Regions from separate parts of the Capsicum annuum genome. Here region 1 is linked to region 2. The links are chromatin contacts, called in public Hi-C maps. All regions are on one chromosome and are shown on one strand. The core of a region is the stretch at or near the end of the contact, and the rest is flanking DNA. Distances in the headings are between cores, read along the strand shown. Region 1 has its middle 42 kb from the start of LOC107868079. Region 2 has its middle 44 kb from the start of LOC107853095.

Evidence for each region. Hi-C and Micro-C count contacts between places; a contact is called where the count stands out from the background.
Region 1: a Hi-C map of leaf shows a contact between it and region 2, with 2.0 times the contacts expected there. The contact joins two enhancer-like sites. A contact is called at or near these places in 2 of 5 Hi-C or Micro-C datasets (bud and leaf).

The regions. Positions count from the first base shown.
Region 1 is chr1:12,364,674-12,370,795 of UCD10Xv1.1, forward strand. No RefSeq gene overlaps it. Among protein-coding and RNA genes, the nearest start is that of LOC107868079, 42 kb to the right of the region's middle. Within about 2 kb of position 1,563, at least 4 of the 5 cell types and tissues checked have an H3K27ac peak or open chromatin away from gene starts, as enhancers often do. A contact at or near this core is called in leaf, where this site is marked.
Region 2 is chr1:12,218,450-12,224,301 of UCD10Xv1.1, forward strand. It overlaps the pseudogene LOC107865102. Among protein-coding and RNA genes, the nearest start is that of LOC107853095, 44 kb to the left of the region's middle. Within about 2 kb of position 3,067, at least 4 of the 5 cell types and tissues checked have an H3K27ac peak or open chromatin away from gene starts, as enhancers often do. A contact at or near this core is called in leaf, where this site is marked.

The DNA of each region.
Region 1 (6,122 bases), core at 313-2,812, 140 kb after region 2:
TAAAGTTGTTTCAATCCATTGAAAATTATTTTAACCTTATTTTACGGCCTCATCTTTTTTTAAAAAATCAACGGTGATATCAAGAGTTTCATTGATCTTACGGAATCTGTAAGTTTTTTTAAAGAACGTAACTATCATACCGTTTTTAACATGTAAGAGCTATCTTTTTAACCCGTTAAGATTACTATTTTACTCCGTTAGGACTATCATCTCCAACCCATGCTTATTTTCAAAGTGTCTGGCTATTTTCAACGAATATTAATGTCAAACAACAGTCTCTTTTTGAATACCAAAATAATTACCAACAAAAACTATCAGATTTGATTCGTGAAAATGAAATCATATTTTATAACCTATATTATATATGTTGTTGGGATGAAAGAAAAATTCTTACAACAACGTTTTGCAAATCCAAAAAGAAACATTGCAAATTCAACTACAATCACAAAAATTCAGAATCAATTGTCAAAGCATAAATTGAAGAAGAGAACTTTTTAAATTGCAGTAACTAAAGTAAGGGAGAAGTGTTGAAATTTGATTTAATCACTACAGTAATCTTTAGCGTAATAAGTTGTTTAAATTAAGATAAACTTGAATTTTAAATTTTAAATTAAGATACTTTAGTTGTTGAGATATTTTAGTATTTTTGAATTTCAAATTATATAGGTTTTGGTTGTATGTTTGCTATTTAAAACCTCTTATGTTTAATAAAATTATTAAAAGTCATTTCAATTCATGAAAGTCATTTTAATCCACTTTTTCCTATATTTAAAAAAAAAAAAAAAAAAAAAAAACAACATTCCTCGATATATTGCCATATGTGGTTGGTTTTGATTGATTTGGTTGGATAAACTTGAGAATACTATTGTTGTATTTTTATTTTTTTTGGTTTGATTGTTGACGAAGATAGAGTGGGACTATTGATTGTCAAAAAGTTTTGAGTTGAATTTAGCATTGAGAATAATTGAGATTGGTATTAGAATATTGAATATCAAGTTTGGAGTTGATTTGAGATTATCTGGATCAATTTTGAAGTAAAATTATGTTGGTGAAATTTCTCGAAAAATTCTTAGTGATCCGTCAAGTTTTGTAAGTAATTTGTTCCAAATTACGATACAACTTGCACTAAACTCTTGGTAATTTATCAAGATCGGAGCAAGACCATTTATTAGAAACTCTTGGTGATCCGATAGGATTATAGTTGGTCTCAAAGTTAAGACACAGTTTGAACTAAAATCTTGATGATAATTCTCCAGGACTCGTGATAAACCCATACATTAGATTAAGGATAGATCTAGAGTTCTAACTATGAGTTTTGCAAAATTCGATACCTTTGGCAAAGCTATATTATCGTATTAACATACATATATTGTCGGTGCACGTTAGCTTAACGTGCGCCCACCATGGGAAAGAGAGCTCGAGCTCTATTTTTGAAGGCAATAATGGCACGACAAGCTTAAGCTAGTCACACTATAGCTCGGCAAGGAAGGAATAACACTAGATCCACTCAGATTAGGACCCACATCAATGAAGCAGTAACTCCGCTGTCAAATTTGAAGTGGAAAACTGCAATTGAAGAATCACCAATGAATTCTAGATCAGCTGATGGCAAATTGAAGGGATTAAGGCTGGAGAAGACCTCCAGCAACAACAGGAGGTGCAAAAACATTGGAAGGAGATCGAAATTTCAAATTCTACCACCAAATTGAACTCTGTTGGTACGAACAAGCTGTCTTGGGCAGATGAGGTGGAAGAGATGGAAGTTTCGATTAGGATGAAATCGATTTAGGACGATTTTTATATTACAAAGGTGGTTAATGCTGGGTTTAAGCTTAAATACGTAACTCTGATAAAAAAAAAAGGTGACGCATAGTTCATTGAAATTGGTATCGACGACATAAGTACAGAGGTGGAATACTGGAAAAATTATAGTGTGCTATGTGTTAGGTGCTCACCCCCCATTTGAAGTTATAAAATGGTTCTCACAGAGAATTTGGGTCAAGCATGGACTGAATAGGATTGTGATGCTGGAAAATGGAGTTATCCTAGTGATATTTGATTCAGAAATGGAGAAAATGAGGTTATTCAAGTGGGAATCTATCATTTTTATAGTAAACCCTTCATAATTAAGGCGTGGAATCCGTACATGGATTTCTCTAAGGAGGAGTTACATACTGTTCCCATCTAGATTAAATTCCTAAACTAGACTTCCAAGTGTCGAAGTCCTAAAGGACTTAAAAATCTTGGGAGTTTAATTGGAAAGCCGCTAATGGTTGATCAGAATACGGAGAAAAAAACTGATCTAAATTTTGCATGACTTATAGTGGAGGTTGGCATGGATGCAATGCCGCCAGAGATGATCTCGTTCAAAAATGAAAAAGGAAAGTTAATAGGGCAAAAGGTGACCTATGAGTAGAGCCCGACTCTGTGCACATACTATAAAAAATATGAACACTCGAAGGATGTTTGAAGGAAGGATAGAACTAAAGAGAAATTCAGTACTATTGGTGAGACAAATATGGGAAAACGCAAACAAATTACTACAAATCAGGTGTAACGGGAGAAGGTGAGCAGGTCAACCCAACGAGAGTACAAAACTCAAGGATTGTGCAACCAAGAGAGCAGCCAAAAGAGGAGCCGAGTTAGATTCAAAAGAAAAGAGTAACCAATCAAAAGCATATTGAAATTGAGGTATGGATACTCCAAGGAAGAGTGCCAGCCAATACAAGTACATAACATTGGGTAACACAGTAAATGGAGAGAGCAACTCCATTCTGATTGTTGAGAATCGCTAGTATCTTAAAGTTGGAGTGTACGTGGCCAGAACGGGCCTAATAATCAAAAGGAGGTGCAACTCCTTTTCCACATTAAAAATATTGGTCTTGTTGGCCTACTAGAAATAAAAATAAAAAGGAACAAAGTTGTTGAGGTTGCTGAAAATTCTTTGGAGGTTGACATAGTATTCACAATCTAGATCATCATTATAATGGTCGAATCATGATGTTTTGGAGACCGAATTGTTATCAGGTGACACCTATACCCCTGTCATCTCAGAATATTACCTGTGAGGTTGAATATATACCTCAGAAGCTAGCATTTATGTTGACTTATGTTTATGCTTTTAATATAAAAGAGTTAAGAAGAGACTTGTGGTCAACATTGCAGACCATACACTACTCTAATACAAAACCATGGTTAGTACTAGGGTATTTTAATTTTTTACTGCGTTTAGAAGACAGATTGAGAGGTAATCTTGTTTCCTAGACAAAGATTATAGACTTTGCTATTTGTGTAGATAATTGTGGATTGCTGGAACTTCCACATCAAGGGAGTCAGTGCACCTGGAGTGATAAAGGAAGTATGGAGATAAATCTATTCTAGAATTGATTGGGCTTTGATAAATGAGGAGTGGTCAAATCATATGTCTTCTAGTAAATCAATCATTTTGCCAGAGGGTATAAGTGATCACTACTCTATTAAGGTAATGCTATCTCAGGACAGGAAAAAGAAACAAAGATATTTCTTGTACTGTAATGCTTCGGGGCAGAATCCATAGTTCAAAGAAGTGATCAAAACTGGATGGAACATAACAATTCATGGATGCACAATGCAACAGGTAGTGAAAAAATTGAAGCATTTGAAGAGATATCTAAAAGAGTTGCATGAACAACCACTTAATAACCTAGTTAAGGAGGTGAACCTGAGTAGAGCAAAGTTCGCTCAGGCTCAGAGACAACTACAGACATCACCACTTAGTATGGAGTTTCAGAGGTATCAGAAAGAATGTCAATCACAGTTTAAGCTCTCTTATTTGACAGAAATACAACTTCAACAACATCGTAAGGTGTCTTGGTTAAGGCTTGGTCATGATAATTCCAAATATTTATTTTCAATAATCAAACATAAGAGGTTAAAGAAAGCAACCACTCAATTTAGAGATGCATAAGAAAACTGGCATACTGATCCAGATAGAATTGCACAGATTTTTGTGGCTTATTATCAGGAGTTGTTGGGACAAGAATCAAGCACAAGAGTGAAATATAACGAGTTTGTTTGTGAAGTAGACCTTTACTTAATTGAGGTGGATCTAGAATTGTAACTATTAGTACCATTCACAGAAGGTGATGCCAAAGATGCAATGTTTAAGATAGATAAGCTAAAAAGCCCGATTCAGATGGCTATGGGAGTGGTCTTTTTAAAGATTCATGGGATGTAGTTGAGAATGATATTATTATTGCAGTACTTGAATTTTTCCAGAATGATCAGTTCCTTAGACAGTTGAATGCCACAAATATTGCTCTCATTCAAAAGGTCAAATGCCTTAAACTGGCTAGCCAATTTGGACCAATTGCATATTGTAATGTTATTTACAAGTGAATCTCTAAACTACTTTGTTCTACATTAAAGGAAGCAATGAACTACTTAGTGGAAGATAACCAAGCAGTCTTTGTTCAAGGAAGATCTATTGCTCATAACATACTAATCTGTCATGATTTGTTGAGACACTATAGCAGGAAAACAACCTCTTCTAAGTGCTTAATAACTATTAACCTAAGGAAAGCATATGATATGGAGAGTTGGAGTTTTCTGAAGGAAGTACTTGAAGGATTTGGTTTTCCAACTAAGTTCATTGAACTACTTATGGCCAGCATTTGTACACCTAAATTTACTATCAAGCTAAATAGTGAAGGATATGATTTTTTTAAGGTAAAATGGGGTTGAGGCTAGGTGATCCTATCTCTCCATTGCTTCTTGTATTGGTAATGGATGTTTATCTAGATTGTTGGAGAACACGAGTCAATTACCTAATTTTCCGCTCCATACTATGTGCCAAGGACTAGGATTGACACACCTTATTTTTGCTGATGATCTAATGATTTTTTCACAAGGAGGACATGAAATCTGTTATCTGAATTCAAGAAGCACTTGCTCATTTTAGTGTAGCCTCTGGCCTTATTGTAGACACAAAGAAGCCTAGCTTATTTTAGCAGGGTTGAATGAGCATATGAAGCAATAATTAATAAATGTTACTAGTTTCTCTTTAGGCTCCTTTCCAGTAAGATAATTGGGGCTACCTCTTTCTTCAAAAATGTCACGACCCAAACTACTGGATCGTATGAGCACCTATGCTATTCTAAGTAGCTAGGAGAACCCTTACTACCCAACTAAAAATATGCGGAAGACTTCTGTTTTTAAGAAAATACTGGATTAAATATAATGACGTAAATTAAATTTTATTTTTTTTGGTTATAAAATATAAATATTACCATACCATCAAAATTCATTTACACCTAAAGAGCCCTCAACATCAATGCCACCGTCCAAGATGGTTACATTACCTGCTAAGCCCCACCTCCTCTATTTACATATTTCCTCAACGAATCCTACACACTGCCTAGCATTCTTGGTACTCTATAACATAGTAACTCTCTCCTTAACAATTGATATAACACTTTGGACTAAGAACTCAATGATAATGGCATGGTTCTTGAAAATTTTGCTATTCCTAGCTATCCATATAGTATATATCATGGCACCATACGTAGCCGCTACAATCTCCCTCTTGAAATTCTTCCATTTCTTCTTTTTTATCATCAAGATGGTAGTTCGGACTTCCTGAATTTGTAATTTCACTTCAACCACCGCGATAGTTGAGCCCGCATACTCTTTGTTGTGTCACACTTAGCAAAAAGATGTGTGACTTGCTCCAGTTGCATCTGATCACAGAGGACACAAGCAGCGTTCTCACACTCCCACCCAAATCTTATCATTCTTTCCTTAGTGAGTAATTTCCCTTCCATTGCAAGCCATAAGAGGACCCCGTGTTTTGGTAGTACCACGCGGCTCCATACCAGTTCGTGTCCTCTCCAAGTAGGTCGTTGTCTCTGGAGAGCAAGGTAGCTCATGGATATGGAGTACACACCTGACTTGGTAAGTTGATATTTATCTGTGATGTACCATGATCTCATGCTCAGCTTGATCTTATTCAGTTATTTCCAGTACCAACTACAATCCTGAAGGGGGTTGTAGGTCCAGAAGTCTGCTTCATCCTTCATATAGATGTTGTGAACCCATTGTACCCATAGCATTTCCTTTCTCTGAAATAGCCACCAGATTAAGTT
Region 2 (5,852 bases), core at 1,817-4,316:
ATTTTTAAAATTTTTTTCTAGATCATTTAATTTATTCAATAATTTCTTTTCTCATTACAAAGGTCAATTCAACAGACTCATAATTACAATTCTTCGATGATGGATCATACTCATTGATGGATCATGCTCTAATACTCACACAACAACCTATCAAACCACATTAAATGAGTAATTCTTCGATTGATAATACTCTAATACTCATACAACAACATATCTAATCACATAATGAAAGCAACCCTAGCCCGAAAACTCTACCAATGCAATGCAGGTAAAAGTTCGTAAGCAAGTGGGTTAGACCACACAAGCAACATATATAAGCCACATGTTTGAAAAGATAAAACATACTTTAAAAAAATAGTAGTGACAATTATTGACGTATTCAAAATTAAAATAACAGAATGGAAGTCAAAGAGGTAAAATTGAGAAAATTTATCATGGGTAGATTACTTGGTGAAGACCCAAACCGCATAGACTATACCAGGTAGCCATCCAAAGACGGTCAGCAAAACACAGATCCAGAGCTCCACTTATTTTGTTTTTCCAACACAAATACATACACATACACATACTCAATAACACTTACAAGGAAAGAAAGTGCAAAATTTTCAGAAACCATAGAAAATTCGTACCTAAAGATACCATATTCTTTGTCACAACCTTAGCAAACCACGCTTGAAAAATTAAAATTTTTGTGGGATGATGTCGATTTCTTTCGAATCGACAATTAAAGGAACCTGATTTTGATTTTAATCCTAAGCAAAGAAAAAGAAAATTTAGCTGTAATTGAAATGAATGAAAAGGAGAAGGGAACGGAGGAATCTCTCTATTAACTATCGAAAAATTCGTTGAAGGCTATCGCCGGTGACTCTCGCCGAAAAACTCAATTAACACCACCCAGCAACACTTTACCTTTCATTTTCCCAAGCAACAATAGTAATCGGAGGCCCAACTGCATCTGAGCTCGCGCCAGTGACTCTTGCCGGAAAACTCCATTAACACTACCCAGCAACTTTACCCTCCATTTTCCCGATCAACAATAGTAACCGGAGGCCCAACTGCGTCTAAGCTCGCAGTTAAGGCTTCCACTGGTTGCGAGATCCAATCGGTGCTCTGGAAGTAGCCACAGGCTAGCCCTCTCTGAACACGCCGCCATACCCCCCGCAAAAAAAATCAACCCTCCACCGTCTTCTCTCTATTGACGATCAAAATTCACCAAAGAGTTTTCTTTTTCCCTTCCTTTTAAACAATTGGATTCCCAGCTGTTAGTGCGCGTTTAATTGCATTAAACACTAATTTATTGATTTAATTATTTATTTAATATATTAAAATGAGAGAAGAAAGTCAAAAATCTGACAAAATAGATAAATAGGTTTCTTGATCATTGAGACATGCCACATAAGCAGCCTCCAATGATCCCTTTATATATAGAGAGAGATTGTCTAATATTTGGAAATCTTATAAAATTTTAGGGTGCTATCTAATATTTTTTGTTATAAAAATTTTAATTTGATGCTTAAACAAAATCTTTAGACCATGATTTAAAAAGTTCATAAATTACCAGAGAAATAAAAAAAGCACATAATAAGTTACTAAAAGAATTTTCTCTGAAGGGACAACGAATGAAAATTAAGAGATTTTTATTAGAGTCGTTAATATGGGTCATATCCGTTGGGATGGCTCGATGGCTTGTAATTTGATGGAATCGGACTTAAATTTTTGTAGCTCAATTAAGAACAAGACTTTTTAGCCCGATTCGGATAAACTCCCTGGCCCATACGATCGACTAGCGCAATGTGAGTTGTGTCGGTCCATGGGTCAAATAAATTATAATTAAAAATAAAAATAAAATAAATTGGTAAATATAAAAAGAGGATCCAAACTCAAAATCTATGAAACCATCATATACATCTTTATTAATTGTGCTTATAAAATAGGTAAATTCAATAGATGAATTTATAAAATAGGCAAATTAATTATGTTTAGTAATTCTCCTATTTGTTACTTGCGTCTATTATTTAGGCAAAATATCTTCATCCATTCTTATTAAAAAAAAATAGATGCCTAATCTCATTCTTCAATATTCAAAATTTAGTATATTATTATTAGAACAAATTAGATTAATATTTTATTTAATTAGTTATATCATATCAAAAGTTATTCGGTTTTCTAGATTATTAAGATTATTTTTTTGGATGATTGAAACTTGGCTAGCAAGTAGTAACACAATATAGCATTTTCTAGTAAATATTTATGTTATTAATATTTTATAATTTAAAATTAAAAGATAATATATTTTTAAAGTGGGCTGATCCATCGAGGTCCCCAACCTACAAAATGATGCTTGGGCTTGTTATTTTTTGACTCATTATCTTGATGGATCAGTCAGACTCGGCCCATCAAAATCCAAAATTCGAATAGGTAAGCCCGATAGGCTGAATTGGGCTGGCCATATTGACAACTTTAATTTTTATGTCTCAGAATCTTTTAAAACTTGGTGCATGTATAATTTCCACCACATTTAAAGTTTAACTCTAGAATTTAAACTATATTATATAAATTGAGTCATAGAAAATATTAAAATCTGGACACATCAAATACAAAAAGTACAAAAGTTGATTACTCATGAGTTATTTTCTTAAAGTTTATATCATCAAAAATAAAATTTAAACTAAAATGGAATGAGCTCTAGGCGTGGTCCTTAATTCTTATCGTAGTGTTTTATTTTATTTGACTACTCATGCTTATTCCAAAACCTTATTACTTTTAGGATTCGGATTTACTATTACTCACTGGAGACTATTGTTAGATATTCTCCAGTTAAAAGTTAGAATACGAGTTCACTCGTTATTAATGTAATCATGAGTACTTCCAACAAGAAATACCTAATTATATCGGCAATAATTGTAGGTGTGAGAGGTTGACCTTGGAAGGTTTCAAGCGGGATAGGGGTAGACCAAAGAAATACTGGAGAGAAGTAATTAGACGTGACATGAAACAATTACAGCTGACTGAGGACATGACCCTGGATAGGAAGATTTGGAGGAAAAACATTAGGATAGAGGATTGAGGGTGTAGTTGAGTTGTAGTCGGGTAGGGGATTTGTGGTGTCCTGTGTTTTGGCAATGTACTTTTATGGATATTGTATCTATGTTATTGTATCATGTTCTATGTTTTTGATGTTTACCGCCGGTCAGTCTTGTATCTTGAGTCGGGGGTCTATCGGAAACAGCCTCTCTACCTCGTTAGGGGTAGTGGTATGGACTGCGTACACTCTACCCTCCCCAGACCCCACTTAGTGAGAATATACTGGGTTTGTTGCTGTTGTATATCAGCAATAACCCGACAAAAGAAGGATTATACATAGCCAGTGGCGGAGCCACTTTTGCTCCAGGGGGTTCATTCGAATATCCTTCGATGAAAAATTATATTATTTTTATACAGTTAAAAATATTTTTTATGCATATATAATAGATGTTTAATTCCTTCGACTAAATTATATACATACTTCTGAATCCCCTTCATAAAAATTCTAATTTCGTGATCGTCCATAGCAGGATCAAGATAGAGATAAGAAGGAAATCGAAGAGCCACAAGCCTTTAATTTAGTCTACGTCTTGCTGAACCCATGGCCCAAAAACCAGAACCAGAAAAGACTGCTAGTTTGTCTAAGGCAAACAACATGATATATATATATATATATGTGTTCAAAGTCAACAAAATAAAGGCCCCATACTACATGATATATATGTCAATAAAACAACTAAAAATTAGACAAATACACAATTTATATTTTTAATATTATAAAAAAATTTAATTTTCTAAATATATTATAAAAATTTCAACATATACACAGAATGCTATGTATATATTGACTATGTTATATATATTAATAGGGAGAGAGAGTAAAGTAATTAAAAAAGTGGGAGAAAGTGTGATTACTTCCAAAAGGTACACAATTACACAACTTATGTTTTCAATATTACAAAAAATTCCAACATATACACAGAATGCAATGTATATATCGGCTATGTTATGTATATTAATAAGGAAAGAGAGTAAAGTAATTAAAAAAATGGGAGAGAGTTTAATTACGTTTTAATTGATATTTATGTTAAGGCCCATACTACATGATATATGTGTTCAAAGTCAACAAAATAAAGGCCCCATATATAAACAGAATATAATTAATAATATAGTTATTTTATTATAATATTTTTATTAAATGATGTTTACGTTATATTTTGAAATTAATTTGAAGAAAAAAATAATTAATGCTAAAAATAAAATAAGAAAAAAGTAGTTGTCTTTCTTGATATGTCAAAAATGACAAGTAAAAGTAGAAATACAATTAAAAAATTAGTAATAAGTAAAACGAATGGAGGGAGTAAAATAAGATACTCCTCAGTTCATTAATAGTTGTCCACTATTGACTGAACACATGCATGCACATGTTTAGAAACAAATATAATAATATGATGTTTTGAGAAATGTATTAGATAATGTCTGTAATTAATAATTAAGAATAAATAAATAAAAATTATTGATTAATTTTTCAAACTGGATGAATATTATTAGACTTGGTATGGAGTAAATTAAAGGAAAAATCTGCCCCACAAACAATCAAATAATACATATATGCATGGAGAGTGGGGAACCTGGTTATCTTTCATTCAACGTAATTGACAGCAAAGCATAGAAAATAGTCAAGAGAGAATAACATGCAGGATGCTAACATAACAACGCATATAGGTAATTGATGAACATGTTTTTTTAACTATATATTTCTATATTATGTAAACGGTGGTTTCGACATGAGTGCTATTTGTGGAGAAAATTTCATTCAAAGGGTATTTTTGTCATTGTACTCTGCAAATGATACGTGTACCTATTATAATTTCCTAAAAAAAGGTGGCAAAGTGCATCGTTCTCCATAACTGTTACTATGGTATTTCTCTGTTCAACAAGAAACAAGAAGAGCAAAGCTAAGCTGCAATTGTGTTACTTAAAGCACTTGATTGGAATTTGATTTCTATCGTATACTAATTTGGTGCTTCTAATTGATTTTGATTGTTGCCGATTTAGCTGAATCAATAAAGATCGCACCTTTTTTAATTAAAATCGTTTAAGTTTTGTGATTTAGAGCTATTGGTTTTCGAATCAGAAAGTGTTTGATTGCCATTAATCGACGAGCTGATTCACGATTCTGAAAAGGGTTTTGTGTTTTGGGTGGAAACTCGGAGTCAGAAGCGGGCGGAGGCCACCTCATCAGTGCCTTCTCATAGTAGGAGTTATGCTCTCTTGAAGAATTATTGAAGATTTTTGACGAATATTCTTTTGCCAATGTCCATGGCTGACCCAGATGGAAAATAGGTTAATAGGTTCGGGAGAAGATTATCCATTTTAAAATTCGAAGCCCTTCAGGGAGTTTGAGGGGAACAAAGAAGGTTCTGAAAGGAGTAATAACAAATGGTGATAAGCTAAGCATTTCATTTATTTGATGTAGGTTGTATTAATTGCTTCGTGATTTCTTTTATACAGTTTGGGGTTCATTATGGAAGAGTCATCACTCACCAGTGGGGTTACAAATGCTGCAAACAGACGATCATAAAAAGCTATTACACAGGTACTGCTGGAATTGAAGCACCTTACGCTTCTGCTGACCTTATGAAGGCCAATATTTCTCGCAAAGAGTCTGCTGAAGGTTAGAGTTCTCTATTAAATTTCAGGTTGTTACTCCTCTCATAAAAATATAGTATGTGCACTTTAATCATACCGATAATCCATTTTCCTGATAATGGAGCTTTCACAATTCTTTGTTGTTTGCTTTTAGATTGTATTTATATCACCCGAAG